Linked DNA regions of Urocitellus parryii: region 1 is linked to region 2. The links are chromatin contacts, called in public Hi-C maps. All regions are on one chromosome and are shown on one strand. The core of a region is the stretch at or near the end of the contact, and the rest is flanking DNA. Distances in the headings are between cores, read along the strand shown.

Region 1 (2,700 bases), core at 13-2,512, 290 kb before region 2:
CGAGGCCTCTCGGGAAGCTGGTGTGCGCGCGTGGAGATTCCCGGGGCAACCCCCGGCGTGAGCGCGCGAGGAAGTTAAGGTAGCGGCGGCTCGCTGAGCGCCGGGGCCTGGCAGGGGCTCGGTGTCAGCACTGGTCCCGGCACTCCCCAGATGGGCGTGTATGTGGCCGCCGCCCGCCGTGAAGGCGGCTGGGAATGAGTCAGCCGGGCTGGGAAGGCCCCACTGCACGCAGGCTGGCACCAAAGGAGGAAGGGCTGCCTCCGCACGGAGAGTTTCCCCTCCAGTGCACGTTGTCCCCTTCTGCTTTCGCTTTCACGTTCCGGGGACTGCAGACCCGTCCTTACCCAGGCTCTGGGCCTCAAGGGTCGGAACAACTGGATCACAGGCGCTGTTTGGTGGCAATACAATCCCGAATGAACCCCTGACTCCAGTGAGCCACCTCTGCTGAAAAAGGGAGAGGGTAGAATTAGGCTCACAGCGAAAGAAGAGAAAACTTCTGTTAAGAGCCTTATTCATTCATTGAAACATTTACCTGTTGCCTACTGGGTCCTAGATAAAGGCAACCCGCATTTCCTTGTCAGGTTGGAGCCTGTCGTTTCACACAAGTGACAAAGTATGCTTTGAATGTGTAATGTACTGGGTGTGTAATTGCCCCTAAGAAAAATAATACTAAAGGAGTAAAAAGTGAGGGGGACTTATTTTATGGAGGCCAAAAAAGACTTGTTAGAGTTAACAACATTTCAGCAAAGTTCTGTAGAATGAGAATGTGACATTCCACGAAGAGTTTAAGGTAGAGGGACTAGCAAAAACAAAGACCCTAAGAAGGGAGTGTGTTTGGCAAGTTGAAAGACCAGGAAATAAGTCATTGTGACTGGATGACAGTGAAGGAGGGGACAGTGGTAAGAGGTGAGGCAAAAGGCTTTGTTGAGTACCAGAGTGTATTTTGTCCACCTGAATGAAGTGATGCACTTATGGTTTCTGTTTCCCCTTACATAAACGATGTTGCCATTCAGATCTATCTTGTATGTGTTCCTTTAAATAAACTTCATCAGTGCAACCCCTGCATTTCTTCCTACATACGACCCATTGCAGAAGATCTCTGAGCAAATGATAGCAGGATATGAAATGACTTGAATTCACACTGACTCCTTTAAATAATGAACTAGAGCCATTGTTTTCTCATAAGATGTGAGGTGGGAAAATTTACAGGGATATTGCATACCTGTGGGTAGTGTCTTATAAGCAAAATATGCTGGAGCTCCTTTTTTTTTGTTAGAAACTGGAGTATTTACTCAATAGCAAAACTAAAATCTGCCTAAAATATTAAGGCTGAAATTACAAACAACAACCACCATGAGATTTCCCTTTTCTATAAACAAAAACTCTTGCTGAGGTAAAGGCTGGAACACAAACCCACACAAAGAAGTGCTGAAGATGGCCATAAAGTCATTGTTAAAATTAGAAACAACAGAACTGTGGGAAAAGATTATCTTTCCTGAAGAAAAAAATAAGTTTAGAACTCTGAAACTATGTGCATGTATCATGGTAATAAATGATGTTCCTATATTTTGCAATGATGTGTTATTCAATTTGGAAATGTCTGTTACTGTCTCCCACCCTGTTTTCCAGGAAAAGAGGTTTGGAACTAGTGAATATTCAGGAATTTTTTTTTGGGGGGGGGACTTTTTTTTTTGTACTGGGGATAGAATCCAGAGGCACTTTACCACTGAGACACATCCTCAGTCCATTTCTTTTCTTTCTTTTTTGAGACAGGATCTCACCAAGTTGCTTGGGGCCTTGCTAAATTGCTTCAGCTACCTTTGAACTTAAAATCCTCCTGCCTTAGCCTCCCAAGTCACTGGGATTACAAGCATGTGCCACCATGCCCAGCAGGAATTTCTTTTTTATATTAGAAATTTGGGTATGGAAGATAAGGTGGACAAGCAAAATATATTATCCATAAACTTACAAAACGAGAAATTGAGAAATTCTCTACCTACCCACACTGATAGATGAAGTAACTTGCTTAGTGTTATTCAGAGAGAAAAAGTCTCTCTCCTCCCTACTATATGATTTTAAGCCAATGCTATGCTGGAATGTTGATCTCTTTTTACTCTGTGTATTAGGGGATTTTGGAGCTCTTTAGATAGTTCCTAGTAATATATCTCGAAATTTGCAAACATTTAGAAATCTACCCTTGTTCTTTAATAATGAAAAAGGAGAATTCTAAAGAATTTGATCAAGTCTTTGAAGTCATTCACTCAATATGGAGATAAGAAATGTTAACTAGATGGTTAACACATTTGGATTCAAAACTGATTATATAGCCACATTTACAGTTTAAAACAAGCAGCTAGTTGTCAATTATGGCACCCTGTATGGATTCACGTGGCAAGATTCTGTCTTTCCACTATGGGAGAGCATGGCAGCAGAGGATCTTACATGCTTCATCCAAGCCCATACCTGCAACAAAACTTGACTTAGTCAAGTGGGAGATGGGGTCTTGGCTTCTATATTTTCTTTTAAGTTCTTGGGTAGTTTTGATATAAAACCATGGTTGAAAATCCATGACCAATTGTTTAAGAAATTACACTTGACAGTCCAAACAACGCAGGTTTTAATCAAAGCTTCTCTTTCCTCATTAGTCAGGATAATAACATTTCTCTTGCTTGAAGAGACTTGTTTTAGTTTCTTTTCCAC
Region 2 (2,700 bases), core at 165-2,664:
GTGACTACTGACACATCAACCCTTATTCTGCCTCACTTTCCCAGTGACCCGTTGGCTAAGTACAGACTGTGGTTATGAAACAGCATTTTTCTCCGTGTGAAGCCAACCAACTCCATTAGCTAAAATAAGACTGATGATCCTATACTTACTAGAAAAACAAATTTAAATCACTCATCTTCATTAACATTGAGCACAATGAGTTTTGAGGGAAAACTGTTATTAATTCTATTATGCTGTTATTGAACATCAGTCTGCAGAAAGCCTAGGCAGACATCTACAATCCATTTCGTTGAACATAATAGTATTTAGTCTATGATCCCGAAATACAGCCCAAAACATTCAGGTTAAGAGAAAAAATATGAAAAGGTGATGAGTATGTAAGCACTACCTACGATGGGACCCAGAAAAATCCTAAATATCATATTTGGTTAAGTTGCAGAGACAAGAAATCTGGATTGAAAACAAGTAGCATTAGGAATCTTAGCAAAGAGTCTGGAAAAAAAAAAAAGAAAGAAAGAAAGAAAGAAAGAAAGAAAGGCTGTGCCTGTATGTTTTCACTGGAGAATGTCATTAAGCAGTCAGAACTAAAAACAAAACAGCAAGGGAAAGTCACCCGACTGGAAGGTGTGCGCCAGCATCAAAACCGAGGTTTACAAAATTTGCTCAGGTGTTAACGTGGGTTAAAGAGCACGTGAAATCTTTATGTGAGGACTCAGTGTAACGTTGAAGTATAACCACTAACTATTCCTATCAGCCGTGCATAAGTACACTGGGGCCTTTAACAGAATAAAGTATTCGGACAAAAAAGCACGCAACGAGAGGACAAAGGGTCAATGTCACACCGAGTGTGCCGCCCCAAATCTGGGCGCTGTCAGGAAAGAGGGAATGAGGAATATATTCCAAGGATGAGAAGAAATCATCCAAGGTAAGCGAAAATGTGTGCGTGGAGGTGGTGGTTGGGAATGAATATATGGCTACCGCTTCTTCACTCCAAAAGATGCTACAATAGCGGAGGAATGGCATCAGGCCCCCGGGGTTGTAGTGGGTGCAGAAGTGGGCACAGAAGCGGGTCGTAGAGACGCGACATTTTAGGGGGCTTGGCGCCAGCATCTCCCCATCCCCCAGCAAAAACGTGGGCCCCCCTCACCTGGGCGCCACCGCCCGGCAGCGGCGGGCAGCGGGGAGAGCCAGGGGACACATCCAAGTCACTCTCTTCCTCAGTCTCACCCTCTGCCCGAGGGAGGCTCCAGGGTCCGGGCGGCGGCCACGGTTGTTCCATGTCCAACTGGCCGCAGCCCTACAACCGCCACTGCCAACGGACTTGGCGTGAATGGAACCTACTGCACCGAGCCAGCCACCCCAGCCAGCCGGGGCCGTTACCCAGAATCCCTCTGCCGGCAGCGACGCCGACGCACACCCGCGCTGGCCTGGCCGCGCAACTAGCGGACAGCGGAAGAAGTACTCAGCTCGCTGCGTCACTTCCTGGTGGGCGTGGCCTGGGCGCGGCCCAGGTCTTGAGTCTCGCGCTCGCGCGTGGAACTGGAGCGCTTTCTCGTTTAAGTCTCGGAAGTCTTTCAGCCTGCCAATCAGTCCGCGATGGCTCCATGGGTGGTGAGATGTTAGTTAGCGTTAGATACTGTTGTTTAGTGTTCCTTACTCTGTAAACCGCGGATCCTAGCCTGCGGGAGTTACTTGGACGGTGTCCACTTTGCGTGTTTTTAAAGCTGCAACTTGTTTTTGTACAGTTGGTATATAAACCAGCAGGTCTAAGGCGGAAATGGAGAGGGCTAATTTTTTAAAAGCAGAGCCAATTTACCTCTCATTTCGAATTACCCGCAACAAGAGAGTTCTGCAAAATTTGGGAGGACAGGGACGCCCTAGATAAAACACTGGAGTGAACACGGCTCCAAAAAATTAAGACTAGTACCGCACCTATGGAACGTGTGATCCGTATTTCATTTAATTCTAAAGATTTGTGTTCGTACTATCAGGCACCCCGCTCTCCACCGCCGCCTGTTTTTGAGAAGAAATAAACTGAACGTGCCCGAGGTCACACATTTAATTTAAGAGGAAGGGCTAGAATCCAGCCAAGCAAGTATAATTTCAAAATCTGTATGTTTAATAATCAAACCTTGCTGCCCTACTCATAGAGTCTCAAATAAGAACAGCAAAACGCCACTCTTTCTTTCAGTCGATTAGACTAGCACATTTTTGAATTTGATAAATAATAAATGTTGACCAAAATACAAGGAATGCTGTCGGAGAGAATGTCAGTTGTACAACCTTTTGGGAGGAGTAAATTAATAATATGAAAGGCTTAAGTGCTTCAATTCAGTAATTTCAATCCCAGGAAATTATCCAAGAATTTTGCGCCAATATTCAATGATCCATATACAAAGATGTTTTTCAGTGGAAAGAAAAAGCCAAAAAAGAATTGTTTATCAATAGAGGACCTAAATTATGTCATATTGCTACAATGGGATACTAGTCTTATAAAGAACAAATGTGCTGATTTAGAAATATCTCAAAAGTGAATTGAGTTAAATAACAAACAAGTTGTGGAATTAGATATATATGTATGAATCCGTACAGATCTTATTTGTATCCAAACAAGTCACCAGTTGAATGGGGTGGCTGATCCCTTTAATTCTAGCAATTCCAGAGCCTGAAGCATTAGGAACACAAGTTGGAGGCCAGCCT

The links. A called contact is a pair of places that touch in the nucleus more often than the background predicts.
Region 1: a Hi-C map of muscle shows a contact between it and region 2, with 6 times the contacts expected there. The contact joins the promoter of Jak2 here to the promoter of Cdc37l1 in region 2. A contact is called at or near these places in 2 of 2 Hi-C or Micro-C datasets (liver and muscle).

What each region holds. Positions count from the first base shown.
Region 1 is chr4:147,970,027-147,972,726 of mUroPar1.hap1, reverse strand. It overlaps Jak2 (Janus kinase 2), which reads right to left and starts at 1,262. Exons shown (of 25, transcript XM_077797026.1): 1 at 1-1,262.
Region 2 is chr4:147,676,409-147,679,108 of mUroPar1.hap1, reverse strand. It overlaps Cdc37l1 (cell division cycle 37 like 1, HSP90 cochaperone), which reads right to left and starts at 1,414. Exons shown (of 7, transcript XM_077797024.1): 1 at 1,148-1,414. The coding sequence starts at 1,279.